2 separate regions of the Callithrix jacchus genome follow, and region 2 is linked to region 1. A link is a contact called in public Hi-C data. All regions are on one chromosome and are shown on one strand. Each heading gives the region's core, a stretch centred on a gene start, on an enhancer-like site or on the middle of the called end of the contact. The rest is flanking DNA. Distances are from core to core; before and after follow the strand shown. Region 1 holds the start of RAB30 (RAB30, member RAS oncogene family). Region 2 overlaps RAB30 (RAB30, member RAS oncogene family).

What was found. Hi-C and Micro-C count contacts between places; a contact is called where the count stands out from the background.
Region 2: a Hi-C map of skeletal muscle shows a contact between it and region 1, with 2.2 times the contacts expected there. The contact joins the enhancer-like site here to the promoter of RAB30 in region 1. A contact is called at or near these places in 2 of 3 Hi-C or Micro-C datasets (both in skeletal muscle).

The regions. Positions count from the first base shown.
Region 1 is chr10:57,301,745-57,309,181 of calJac240_pri, reverse strand. RAB30 (RAB30, member RAS oncogene family) reads right to left here and starts at 2,919. Exons shown (of 4, transcript XM_054241856.2): 1 at 2,736-2,919. It overlaps LOC103796149 (a long non-coding RNA gene), which reads left to right and starts at 3,143. Exons shown (of 4, transcript XR_013523202.1): 1 at 3,143-3,187; 2 at 3,637-3,741.
Region 2 is chr10:57,338,114-57,345,550 of calJac240_pri, reverse strand. The region is part of intron 1 of RAB30 (RAB30, member RAS oncogene family); the gene reads right to left. LOC118145991 (small nucleolar RNA SNORA70) reads right to left here and starts at 7,114; the gene lies at 6,980-7,114. Within about 2 kb of position 3,225, at least 1 of the 16 cell types and tissues checked has an H3K27ac peak or open chromatin away from gene starts, as enhancers often do. A contact at or near this core is called in skeletal muscle, where this site is marked.

The DNA.
Region 1 (7,437 bases), core at 1,670-4,169:
CTTAGCACATGGGAGCTGCTCAATCAATATAAGTTGTCAGAATAATAGGTTGGGGCCAGATTATAGAGGGCTATAACATCAGTAAACCAAAAAGCAATGATCATTATCCCCTTACAAATAAGTAAACTGAAGCAGAAAGAAATGAATAGCTATTCAAGGTCCCAGAGACAGCAGTGATGGGGCCAAACCTAATGCTGCATTCAGCCCATTTCTCCTCAGAACAATAAAAGAAACCTTGGTAAGTAAGGAAGGATTTCAGAAGAAGAAAATTAGGAATGAGAAGGTGGTGGATGAAAAGTCTAAGAGGACAGCTTCTGAATCTGCCTGTCATACTAGTTGCCTCCAGATGGATAGCAGTTAGACTTTCCACACCTAGAGAAGCACTGCTTTTAGGTAAACAAATATAACAAACTTCTTTCCTCCACAAAGGAAAAGAAACGACGGGGGGCGGGTGGGAGCAAGGGGTGCGGGAGGAACTGTTGTTCTCCACGTATCTTCAAAAAACCAAATGGGCAGTTTGGCCACCTGGATTGCTCCTCAGCAATCCACAGGGAACAGGAAGGAAGGGAGGGGAGGGAAGAACAGCCTTCCCACTACCAGCTGGAGCAAGGATAAGGAAAAAAAATAATGCATTATATAAGGCAAGCCATTTGAAGACTACTTATTCCTTGGGAATTATGAGAACATTTCATGTAAAGTATTTAAAAACCTTGCTAACTCATAGGCTGTTCTTAATACAGGTGCCAGTGAAAGGAAAAGTGGCATGAGCCCAACTGCAGCATATCATTGTTCACATGCTGCTGGGGCTAAATTATGTCTGTCACAGAAACCACAAACTAGACCAGGGGTCAGGCTCATTGCTGCTCATCCTGCCAAGCACAGACCGCAAGAAAAAGAAAAGGTAAATAAATCCTCTTCAAAAAGGACTCTGGAAAAATATTCACATAGTCTACATCCACCCAGGAGTTCCTAGGCAAGGTGGAGGAGGAGCAAGGAGGGTGTTCTGAGATTGGAGAGAGACAGAGCGAAAGAGATGTGATATGATGGCGATAAGGGAGAGATTTTGAAACAGAAAGGATAAATGTAAACTGCAAATGGAGAGATAGGGAATGAAACAGAATTTCAAGAGATGTGGGGGTGGGAGGGATAAAGGAAAGTACTGGAGAGAAGTGTAGGGTGTCCAGAAGAGCAGAGAGTCATCAAAAGAGGGACGGAGAGGCGAAGGCTGACTGTTGATCTTTTCCCAAATCCAAAAGCTGCTCATTGGCATCCCAATAAATCACTCTACTACAAAGCTCATACAATGAACTGTCCTTTGCATTCAGCATCAAGCAGCTTTTAACGAAATATCACACAGCTACAACTTTGAAGACCTAAGGATCTTAATTTAAAATGAACAAAATTGGCTCAGCAACAGAAGACAGCCAGTAAAGACTTTCCCCCATGTCTGACTCAGCTATGAAAAGGTTTAGCATTCTAGAGTTAAGCAAATTCTCTGGCATTTCTCCTTCTTTTGACATTCCAAGAGGGGGTGTGGTTGACCCCAGGTCCATTCATTTCCAAGGTTGTAGATCTCCCAGCTAAGACTGGCCCCATCTGTTGTGAAGCCAGCCAGCTGTTTATCTCAAAGTAACATATTTATTGCCCTAATCATCCCTATAACTCTTACAGGAGCATCATATAAGTCAGAATCCTTTCTGTTCTGTTAAACGTCAGTTCGTTTAAAAAAAAAAAAAAAAGAGGGGGGCAACAACAACAATAACGAAAAAAACTACTATGCTCCTTGGTTTCCCTGACCAAGATCACTCTTCCCATGGGCACTTTTCAGTAATGGCAAATGAAGGTTAGCAGCGCTTCTAACTTTGCCTTTCTCTAATGTGTTAAAATGAACCCGGTTTCCCTAATCGATCTCTTCATACCGTTATTTGTGAGTAGCAACTATGCTTCAGGAAACAGCAGCTCATTATGGTACCATTGTCAGTGGCAAAGAGCCTATGCAATGTAATTTAAAACACAAGCACAAATCTGTCGGCTCCACTTCCAAACAATCTTGAATCCAGCAGCCGGAGAACGGAAAACACTTAACAAAAACGCTGCTTCCAGCAGCCTCAGAGAATCTTCATCAGACACGTGAAATGTTTCTGACTGGCACGGAGTGCACCATTAAAGGACACTGTCACCTCAAATCAGCAGAAAAGGCGAGACAAACGACATAGACATACACACAAAATAAATCCTACAAAACTTAAGCACGTTCATCTTAAAAATTAATAACGTGTACTCGTCCAAGCGACACACAAACGTTCTAAAGTAGTGCGACCACATTAAATCACTGTCTCCATTTCTCCCCACGCATCACCCCTTCCCACTCAAACCTCAGCTCTCGGGCCGTGTGTGACGGGACTGCAGTCCCCCACCTCTGCCTTCCTCTGATTTTCCAAGAGCACTCCCCAACATCCTTCCCAGCCCAGCCCCCTCTCCAGGACTCAAAAAGGTTGAGAGGAGTTGCGACTAGGGAATTGGCAGGCACCCGTCCTCTGGCGGGGGAAGGTTGCTGGAGTTGTTCTTTGCAGTGACCCAAATTGCACAGAGCTTTTCCCCTCAGCAGCGCCTGCGAGCATCTCCCCAATCCCCCCCACCTCACCACCGCTCACAGCTTCCCAAAAGAAAGCCTTGAGAACTAAGCGGGAGGAATAACTTGGTAAAAGCATTTGAAAAAAATCACTTCAACTCACCTGGTTTGGGATTTTTCTCCCCACCCCAGGCATAAACAGAAATGATGTGCGAATGAGTCACGCACGCAAGGAAAGGTCTGCGATGTCCTGAGTCCAAGGGCTGGAGTCAGTCCCTGCCCTAGTGCTGCTGCTACTCTTAGCTTAGCTGGAGCGAGCGGCAATCGCAAGCCCAGCAGCAGGGGGTGGAGAGACCGTAGCACAATGAATGCAGTGAGGCTTTTGCAATGACATCATCCCTCTGTCTAAACGTCCCCAATAGCCATGCTCGGAAGCGGTGCTTTCTGGGAGCTGTAGTCTTCTTAAGTCCTGGCAGGATACCGAGGCCATTGCTGGAACTACAATGCCCAAAATGCTCCAAGACCGACGCGCCCAGAGCGAAGGAGCAAAGGGGACTCGGCCGCCATGTTAGGAGTACTGGGAAGATTCCGCGGAGCCAGGCAGAGGTTTTAGGGGTGCGCGGGAGTCGAGTGGTGGTTCAGTAGGGATGGTGAGGTGGAGGACGAGCCGGTCGGATAGCTGCGGGGCATGAACCTGGGAACCAGAGGGTGGAGGTCGTGCTGGGGGTTGATGTAGAGCGGGACTGACTAGAAGCGGTATGCAGAGGCCCAGTGAGCCTCGGTCTCAGTTCTTGAAGGTGTTGCATGGGGCCCTACGCTTCCTTCTCAGTTTTTTAGCTAAGCGATTGAAAGAGTCGGTTTACTTCTGGGCTTGGAGTATCATTTAGGTCGGTTAACAGTACAGTTGAGAGAGTTAGTGTTTTTGTTGAGGTGCGGGGGACCCTAGGTGGCGACCCTCGCCTTTATTCTGAGAAGCCGACTTCCACCCGCAGAGTTGTGCTCGTCCTCCCAAATGCATTTTTGTCTTGCCGTTTGTTTTCCAACCCTCCTTCCCTCTCCCCAAGGTTTCAGATTCACTGATTTGTCATACAGGAATGATTAGCAGAGGCGTCCGAAGAAATCGTTGGAAGGTAGTCAAGCTGGAAAGAGACGTTGCTTTGGCCCCTCGAGTAAGAAAAGAGAAAAAGCAGCCTAAAGGAGTAACACTAGATTTAAAATGATGACACTTTTCCACCAACCAGCGAAAGCAGATGTTCAAAGGGGATATTGGCCGAGTGCAGTGGCTCATACCTTTAATCTCAGCACTTTGGGGGCCGAGGCGGGGGGAATCACTTGATCCTAGGAGTTCAAGCCCAGCCTGGGCAACATAAGGAGACACCGTATCAACTCTACAAAAACATTAAACAAAAAAATTAGCTGGGCATGGTGGCGCACCGCTGTAGTCCCAGCTACACTAGAGGCTGAGGTAGGAGGATTGCTTGAGACCGGGAGGTTGAGGCTGCAGTCAGCTTCGTTCATGCCACTGTGCTCCAGCCTGGGCGATAGTGCCTGTCTCAGAAAAGTGGGGAGAGGTGAAATATTACTGATGATACATCTGCCGACGCCTGACAGTAGGTTCCAGAGTAACATGGGTTATGGATAAATTGTTTTTAAAACTAAGTAACTGAAACCAAAGTTACTTGTCTGTTGAGTGATTTTGCACAGAATCTCAAAGGAACTGTAATTTTTTCTTGTCACTGAAACAACGCTGTGTGTTCTTTCACAGAGTCTGTCTGCACTTTGACAACATGGGAAATTTCTTTTCCTTCTGAAAGTGTCTAATGTGTTAAAAATAACTGATATACTTTTTGCTGTTTCCTCCCTTTTGCACATTATTCTGAAACAAAATTAACCAGTTACTTTGAGTTATTGAAGGTATGCACTTCCCCTCTATGTTAGGAGTGAATAAAATTAAAAATAGATCCTCATATCAAAGAAAGTCTAGATAGAATAATTTTAAATTATCAAAAACACTTTGGAAAAATCTTATATGTAATGTTTCTGGGAACAAGTCAAGATGCATGGGTTTGTTTGATTTTTAAGCAAAAGTAATATGTGTTGTCATCCATGAATACAATGAAAAAGGCTCATACAAAGTTTTTGTTATTCAGAAACACTAAGTAATGATGGTAAGTATAGGAAAAGGAACAATATACTATTGTAATGTTGTAAGCTTAATAGAAATTTACATTTAGGCTTTATTTCACGCTCTTCGGTTATTTTATTTTCTTCATATGAACTGTAGCTTTGTTGTATGTTCAGTTATTTTTAGCGGTTGGTGATTTAGGTGTATTCTCGTGTTTTATGTAAACTTATGAATCTTATTCATTTTATAATATATTTCTTTAAGCCATAACCTTGTCAGTTCGAATTATATGGAAGACAAATCGTAGGGGAAAAGAGCAAGAAATTACTCAAAAGCCTGTGTGTGAGCTGGGCATGGTAGTGCATAGCTACTTGGAAGGCTGAGGCAGGAGGATCACTTGATTCCATTAGTTTGAGGCTGCAGTGAAGTATGATTGTGTCACTGCACTCCAGTCTGGACAACAGTGAGACTGTGTCTGTTTTTTAAAAAAAGAAATCTTGTGTGTGAAAAGTGATACCTATAGAATTCAATGATTTCTATAATTTGTCATGTATTTGGGTAATTGGAAGTTTTTCTATCCTTATACCTAATGGACATCTATCCATAAAGATGGAAAAAATCCTCCACTCTTTAGAAATTTGATTTACAAAATTAATATTTGAGGAGCTGTGGAGGCCAGCTTTTGAAAGAATAACCTCAGCGTCCCAAAGAAACACCACAGGTTAGGAAAACATTGTTAAAGTGTAATTAGAAATGTCTAGAGGAGATAAAGCTTTTCATCTCTCAAAAGAGAATTAGGGCCAGGCATGGTTGCTGACATCTGTAATGCTAGCATTTTGGGAGGCCAAAGTACGCAGATCACTTGGGGCCAGGAGCAAAACCAGCCTGGCACAACACCCCTTCTCTTCAAAAAATAGAAAAGTTAGCTGGTATTATAAGCGCAAGCCACCACATCTGGCTAACATTTTTACTTTTAGTTAACAATACTCCGGAAACTAAAAAGTGTGTTTTCTATTCTTCGTGACCCAACTTGAGTTTGAAACAAATTTACATAATTTTAGTTGCTTAATATGCTGCTGAAGATAAATGTGGTAAATATCCCAAGGTCAAGATTTGAAATTCAAATGTTCATAGTAGTGATTAACAGGAAAAGAAAGTCCTCATTATTTTATTTCTCAATTTTTAACAGGTTTTTTTGTTGTTGTTTTTGTTTTTACTATCTCCAGTAATGGGTGTAAGCAAAACAGGTTTGTATAATTAAGGGAACACTAGAAACCTTTTTTTTTTTGAAATGAAGTCTTGCTCTGTTACCCAGGATGGAATGCAGTGGAATGGCCTCGGCTCATTGCAACCTCTGCCTCCTGGGATCAAGTGCTTCCTGCCTCAGCCTCCCAAGTAGCTGGGATTACAGGCATACGCCACCACGCCTGACTGATTTTTGTATGTTTAGTAGAGATGGGGTTTCACCATATTGGTCAGGCTAGTCTTGAACTCCTGACCTCGTGATCAGCCCGCCTAGACCCCCAAAGTGCTGGGATTACAGGTGGGAGCCACCACACCTGGCTGAAAACATTTCTTTGCAAGAATAAATATATGAACATGAACTTACTGAGTGTAAATATGTTCATGAATATAGCCACTGAAGGAAATTCAAATATGCAGAGATGTTCAGCTGTGTGCAATTATGTAAGTAGGTACATATTTATGAAGCTTAATTTGATGTAGAATCGGAGGGTTCTGCTTATAAACTTGCTTAAAGATTCATCAAAGTCACCCTCTTACACCTAACTCCTGATTTCATGAATATAGCACACAGGTGCTTATCAAACAATACCGTGGGGACTTGAGCTGCTCCAGCACCAGAAGATAAAATTTAGTAACTGATCCTTTAGATAGCTAAGTGATGTTTTTTTTAAAAAGACTAAGCCAAAGTAAAACAGCTTTCCTCCTTCCCTGCCCTCTCCAACCAAACTTTTAGCCATTTTATTTATTTATTTGAGTTAGGGTCTAACCATGTGGAGTGCAGTGGCTATTCACAGGCATAATCATAGCAAATGGCAGCTGCAGAATCCTGGGCTCAAGCGATCCTGCCTCAGCCACTCAAGTAACTAGGACTACAGGCGCATACTGGGGCTTCTAGCCATATATGCAGTATTAAATGACAACTTCTGTAGTTTCTTCGTACTTGTCCCTGTAGAACTGCACAGTGTGTATTCTCTTGGCTCAATTATTAGCATATGGAGAACCGTTTCCTTGTGAATGTCTTGTATTTTATATAACGAAACCAGGAAAACCTAAATTTTTAAACATGCTGAAATTAAAACAACTGAAGTATTTTGCTTTTGCCTTTAAGTGGTTATTTATAGAAGCATACTATTGCAGATACACTTAGCTTTCACTGCAATTACAGTAGTGCAGCTAACTAGCATGTTCTGTATGTGTTATCTAAATGACCTGTACTGGTCATGTGCTATTTCTATGGAATACTAACAGTAGTATGGTACATTTATGCAGTCTCAACAGTTTAACATATTATTTTGGTGATAAACTGCTTACATTCATTTGTTTTTACATTTGGCAGTCTAAATGCAAGTGTCTCCATTTCAGCTCTGTTTACTCTGTATATCTTTAATGTTGGGCATTATGCCTCTTTCTTGAGTTCCAGTCCTATGACTGTTCCATTTTCAGTATTCATGTTTGTCTTTCCAAAATTGTTTTGCTTCTGTTTCTTGCTGCTCCT
Region 2 (7,437 bases), core at 1,976-4,475, 36 kb before region 1:
CCCCGTGAGTATAGAAGCAGACAGCTTCTTTCCCCAAGCTCTGCTCCACAAGCCCATGCAACCTCAAGCAGTAACCTCGTCCTCAACAGCTCACAGGCCTATTTTGTATTCTTAACAGGAGACCATGTGCCTCCTTTTAGAGCAACTGTGATTTCCCAAGGGAGATAACTGTCTAGACACAGCATCTATCTTGACAACCAGCCTGGGCTACATGATGCTAGGTTTGATCATTTAGATTTTAGGGTCTGCATTCAGTTCTGCAGTGAAGGCTCTGTGCTTGGCACCTCTGGGTAATCAGATTGAGTATCACTCAGTGCAACAGCTGACACCCTGGGTTAGAACTGTCTTCCCAGCCAGGTAAGCGTTACCTGAGGGAAGTCACAGGCATCTTATGGATTCCAAACTGAATCCTCTGCTACCACATTGGGAATTAAGAAAACAATGGATCTCACACACACACAGGCACAACACACAAACAGTTCTATTAATGAGGCTGAAACTTGACAGAACTCTTCTATGCATGTTCAGAATTAAGTAACAGGCTTTGACTGGTTGTGGACTGAATACCTAATATGTATCGGGTATGGTGGTAGGTACATTCACAGCCAATATCTGAACTGACCTGCACAACATTCTGTGAGGTAGATAGAATTGCTATTATATGGATGAGCCAACTAAAGCCCAGTGAGATAGCATAATTTGCCCAAAGTCATACAGAAATGGCAAAGCTCAGGTTCAAATTTCTCTCTTTTTTTTTTTTCTTTGAGATGGAGTCTCGCTCTGTCTCCCAGGCTGGACTACAGTGGCTCGATCTCAGCTCACTGCAACCTCCGCCTCCCAGGTTCAAGGGATTCTCCTGCCTCAGCCTCCCAAGTAGGTGGGACTACAGGCAGGTGCCACCATGCCCAGCTAATTTTTGTATTTTTAATGAAAACAGGGTTTTACTGTGTTGGCCACACTAGTCTCGAACTCCTGACCTCAAGTGATCCGCTCACCTCGGACATCCAAAGTGCTGGGATTACAGGCATGAGCCACCACACCTGACCTCAAATTCATTGTTAATATGACTCCAACACACTTTCAGTCAATTATGAGTCCATTCATTTATTTCTCAGATAGTTATTGAGCTCTTTCCATGAGCCAGCTACTGTGACACTTACAGAGGATACAATTGTTAATGTAAGGTAGGTCCAGTCACCAAAGAACTAATGTTCTCGTGAGGAGAGATGACAATGCAGATAGATAATTTCACAATGATAAGTCGGGGCCTTAGAGGAGTGATGGGGTCAGGCCTCTCTGAGAAAGTGAGATGTCAGCTGAGATCTGAAAGATGAGAATGAGCCAGTCATTTGCAAAGCTAGGGAAAGAGTGCAGGCAACAGATACAATAAGTACAAGGTTCGGCTGCAGGAAAAGGCTTGGCATGTCCAAGGAACATAAAAAAGAACAGAGACCAAGGCTGGGTAAGCAACAGGAAAGACAGAACGGTTGAGATGAGACAGAACCTTATTGACCATGGAAAACACTTTGAACTTTGTTCAAAGGACGATGGAAGATCAAAGAAGAGTTTTAATCAGGGAAATAGTGTAATCTGATTTGTGCTTTAAAGAGATAATTCAAGCCAGGCACAGTGGCTCATGCCTGTAATCCCAGTACTTTGAGCGGCTGAGGCAGGCAGATTATGAAGTCAGGAGTTCGAGACCAGCCTGGCCAACATGGTGAAACCCCGTCTCTACTAAAGATACAAAAAATTAGCTGGGCATGGTGGCGCGTGCCTGTAGTCCCAGCTACTCGGGAGGCTGAGGCAGGAGAATTGCCTGAACCCAGGAGGCGGAGATTGCGGTGAGCCGAGATCGCGCCATTGCACTCCAGCCTGGGTAACAAGAGCGAAACTCCGTCTCAAAAAAAAAAAAAAAAAAAATACAAAAATTAGCCAGGCATAGTGGCGTGTGCCTGTAGTCCCAGCTACTAGGGAGGCTGAGGCAGGAGAATTGCTTGAACCCGGGAGGTGGAGATTATGATGAGCCAAGATTGCACCACTGCACTATAGCCTAGGCAACAGAGCGAGACTCTGTCTCGAAAAAAAGAGAGAGAGAGAGAGAGAGAGAGAATTCTGGTTGCTCTGTGGAGAAGGGAGTATAGGGAGCAGGCAAGACTTAGGAATTGGGGAGAGGGAATGGTGGCCTGGACTAGGGTAATGGTAGAGGAGAGGATTTTATACTTGGGGATAAGAAAGAAAATACTTGAGGTAATACTTGTTTTTTTTTTAATAAAATTTTTGAAATTTACTTACAATTAAAAAAATTAAAAATGAATTCTATTTTTATTTATTTTTTTATGAGACGAACTCTTGCCCTGTTTCCCAAGCTGGTGTGCTGTGGTGTGATCTTGGCTCACTGCAACCTCTGCCTCCAGGGTTCAAGTGATTCTCCTGCCTCGGCTTCCTAGTAGCTGGGATTACAGGCACCCTCCCTCATGCCTATCTAATTTTTATATTTTTAGTAGAGACAGGGTTTTGCCATGTTTGCCAAACTGGCCTCAAACTCCTGATCCTCAGGTGATCTGCCTACCTCAGCCTCCCAAAGTGCTGGGATTACAGGTGTTAGCCACCACAGCCAGCCGAATAAATTTTTTAAAAAAGAATGAAAATACTTGCTGATGAATGGTATATGAATGGTAAAGGGAACAAACTCCTGGGTTTCTAGCTTCAACAACTGGGTAGATGGTGGTACCATGTATTAAGAGAAAAACTGGAACAGGGAGGGGAGCACTGCACACTGGGGTCTGTTGGGGGGAATAGGGGAGGGACAGTGGAGGGTGGGGAGCTGGGGAGAGATAGCATGGGGAGAAATGCCAGATATAGGTGAAAGGGAGGAAGGCAGCAAATCACACTGCCATATGTGTACCTATGCAACTATCTTGCATGTTCTTCACATGTACCCCAAAACCTAAAATGCAACAAAAAAAAAAGAGAGAGAAACTGGAGGAGAAGCAAAATGCTCATGACATAGCCAACTATATCACACTTAGAAGAAAAAAGTGAACTCAAGTTGTGTTTGTTCTGGGGTAGCTAGGAATTAAAGGCCTGAAGCTGCTACCCTGGTGAAGATAAAGTGTTTGGGGGTTATGATAGAGAGTAAAGTGTAAGAATCTGAACGGATGCCCTAGGAAACGGGTTCTACTTACTTCAGACATAGGGAAGGAGTTCAGTCTGATGTAAGGAAAGGCTATCTCATGGTCAGAGTAAAGTGAGCTGTCCTGGGAGTGGGAGAGGGTGAATGATGACCTCTCTGTCATTGGAGGGGTTAAACAAAAAACCAGATGACCCCTTGACTAGAGGGATAGAGAGAGAATTCAGTAATTGAATGGAGTAAATGCTACATAAAATCCTTCTAAACTCCGGAATTCTGTGGTTTTTAGATAAAATCTTAATTAATCTAACCTTCAGGACTGGAGTTTCTCCAACAGGCCAGAACTCCCTTGGTATGTCCTACCTCACAGAAGGCAAATGAGAACATTAGCTAATTTTAGTCACTATAAAATGACTCCTAGTCCATTTCTAAGTGTCATACAAGATGCCGAAAGCTTTTTGGTGTAGGTAAAAGGGACAAGCTATGGAATTGGATATCCCATATCAGCAGTTTATTAGCTCTGTGTCCTCTAGCAAATTATTTAAATCCTCTGAGTCTAAATTTATTTCTTTGAAATAGGGGGAAAGCAATGCCTACCTCAAGATGTTTACTGTGAGGACCAAAGCCTAGTACCTAATACATTCTACTAAGAATAATAATGAGGCCAGGTACAGTGGCTCATGCCTGTAATCCCAGCACTTTAGGAGGCTGAGGTGGACAGATCACCTGAGGTCAGGAGTTCAAGACTAGCCTGGCCAACATGGGGAAACCCCATCTCTATAAAAATACAAAAATTAGCCCAGCATGGTAGCAGGCACCTGTAATCTCAGCTACTTAAGAGGCTGAGGCAGGAGAATCCCTTGAACCTGGGAGGCAGAGGTTGCAGTGTACTGAGATCGCACCTCTGAACTCCAGCCTGGGCAACATGAGAGAAACTCCATCTAAAAAAAAAAAGAAGAAGAATAGCTAACATCTATTACTACAGATCTATAACTATATGCTAGGCATGTGTTAACGTGCGTATTTAAAAAATCCAATCCTTACAACAACCCAGAAAGTAGCCACTATAATCTTCCCTGTTGAAAAACCAGAAAATTGATTTCTGAAGGTTAAGTGACTCATCCAAGAGTCATATAATTAGTAATTGCCCAAATTAGGAAAAACAAACTTCAACAAAGGTTGAGAGAAAAAGACAAAACAAACCCCATATTTAGATAAATTGAAAAAAAGGAATCTACCATTGAATTAAAAGCAATTCAATTAACTAACTAGTCATTTAGTAAACATTTATTGAATATATAAATAAATAATTGAATGAATGAATGATTCCAATGAACATTTATTGAGTTCCTGCTAGGCACAGCATCAAGAAAATAGGGTACAGAAAATGTACATCAATTTAATTTAGAGTTTGCCATTAACAACTACAATCTGCAAACTGCAAATAAATTGCCAACATAACAACACTTAGACTATGATAAAAGGTCCTAAAGAATGCCACTTTCAGCTGAGCGCAGTGGCTCACAGTTGTAGTCCCAGAACTTTGGGATGTCAAGGTGGGCAGATACCTTGAGCTCAGGAGTTTGAGACCAGCCTGGGCAACATGGTGAAATTCCATCTCTACAAAAAATACAGAAGTTAGTCAGGTGTGGTGGCGTGTGTCTGTGGTCCTAGCTACGTGGGAGGCTGAGCGGGGAGGATCACTTGAGCCTGGAATGTGGAGGCTTCAGTAAGCCGAGATCACACCACTGTACTCCAGCCTGGGTGACTGCTCTTTTCTGGAGTAGTCAAAACTTTTAAAGCTCCGATTGGCCGGGCGCGGTGGCTCACGCCTATAATCCTAGCACTTTGGGAGGCCGAGGCAGGTGGATCACGAGGTCAAGAGATTGAGACCACCCTGGTCAACAAGGTGAAACCCCGTCTCTACTAAAAATATAAAAATTAGCTGGGCATGGTGGTGCACGCCTGTAGTCCCAGCTACTCGGGAGGCAGAGGCAGGAGAATTGCTTGAACCCAGGAGGCGGAGGTTGCAGTGAGCTGAGATCGTGCCATTGCATTGTAGTCTGGGTAACAACAGCAAAACTCTGCCTCAAAAAAAAAAAAAAAAAGGAAAGCTCCAAGAAGAAGGCAAAAAACCAAGAGCACAGCAATGGAAACTGAGGAAGGAGGCATTCTCAAAGGAAAGATGAGAAAGACTTCCAAAGGAAGCAGAAATCTAAAAGAACAAAGGCTAAACAAATGGCTGACTTAATAAGTAGGAGTTTGTCAAAGGACTTCCTGGAACTGTGGGGAAAGAAACCAAGTTTCAAAGCGCAACTGGATGAATGGGTTACAGAGAAAGAGGAAGGAGACTTTTAAGAAGTTTGGCAATAAAAGGAGGGAAAGGGAAAGAAAAGTAAGTAGCCTGATGAGAAGCAGCAGCAAGACTGTTAATAAGAGTATAAGGTGAGGAGCAAGAGATAAAAGAAAAGGAAAAGCTGAAGACAGAAGATAGATGGAGAAGATTCAGGAAAGAAACAGTAGGACCAGACCCTAGCACCTCAAGAGCGGGGAGGATAGAACACACAAAGTAAAGGCTATCCTTGGAAAAGAAGTCACCCTCTGCTCTAAGACAGAAATGAAACAAAAGAGATTTTGACAATTAGACATGCTGAAAAGTTACTCTGAATCAAGCCTGAATACAGTACAGAGTGATCAAATTGAATGACATTATTTTGAACTTAAAATAATATTGATCTTCTTGAACCACTCATAACTTGGCATTGAAACGGACAATGACCATTTGGATATAGGTTCCATACAGTTAAAAATCAGTATCTATTTTTTCTGGATTGGAAGGAGAACTTATTGGTGGGCATTAGGAGGGAGCAGCACAGTGGAAGCCCTCATGAATGCAGGGCCTGCTACTTGCCCAGAGGGCCATGACTGGGAATGTATTTGACCCCACAGTCATCTGGGGTGAGCCGCTTATCATCCCAGAGCCACCATGTCTTCAAATTAATCTACACTGGCCGGGCATGGTGGCTCACACCTATAGTCTCAGTATTTTGGGAGGGTGAGGTAGGCGAATTACTTGAGGCTAGGAGTTTGAGACCACTTGGCCAGCATGGTGAAACCCTGTCTCTACCCAAAAAATATAAAAATTAGATGGGCACGGTGGCATGTATCTGTAGTCCCAGCTACTGGGGAAGCTGAGGCAGGAGGATTGCTTGAACCCAGGAGGTGGAGATTGCAGTGGGCTGAGATCGCACCACTGCCCTCCAGCCTGGGAGACAGAGAAAAACTCTGCCTCAAAAAAAAAAAAAATGCTGGGCGCAGTGGTTCATGCCTGTAATCCCAGCACTTTGGGAGGTGGAGGCAGATGGATCATCTGAGGTTGGGAGTTTGAGACCAGCCTGACCAACACAGAGAAACCCCATCTCTACTAAAAATACAAAATTAGCCAGGCATGGTGGTGCATACCTGTAATCCCAGCTACTCTGAAGACTGAGGCAGGAGAATCACTTGAACCTGGGAAGCGGAGGTGGCCGGGAGCCAAGATGGTGCCAATGCACTCCAGCTTGGGCAACAAGAGCGAAACTCTGTCTCAAACAAACAAACAAGAAAAATCATCCGCATGGAACTTTGTAAAGCCCCACTTCATTCAGATGTGAATCTTCTGGTGGACAGGGAACTTGAACTTGGCCCTGCGGAGGGCCTCAATCACATCTCCTTGACATGGATAAACATGATGACTTGGCCAGTATGAACCCTGGCCATGGCTCCTTGAGGGTTTCCAAAGGCACCTCCACTGTTTGAAGTCTGCACTGGGGACAGTACAAGATCAGAGGCATGAACGTACATTGAAAGGGCTGTCTCTAAGATCCCTTAGAGCAATTCATACAAGAAACAGGCTGCACACACTACCAAGGAAGCTGCCGTTTGCAGCTATTGCACACCAGACCCCAAAGAGGAAAGGAACTGGGTTGGCTTAACTGGCTGCAAAAAAATCAGTCTTACTGAGATGCTGGTTATATTCTGTTTCTTAATCTGGGTACCAGTTACCCTGTGGTATTCAATTTGTATACTTAATTAAGCTAAAGAAAAAAAAAGTTTTCATAAACTTTTTAACTTTAAAACTTTTTAAAAAATGTTTTTAACCTAGAGATGGCTTATGACTGTAATCCCAGCGCTTTAGGAGGCTGAGCTGGTAGATTGCTTGAGGCCAAGAGTATAAGATCAGCCCAGCCAACATGGTGAAACTGTGTCTCTATTAAAAATGCAAAATACAGGCACACACCTGTAATCCCAGCTACTTGGGAGACTTA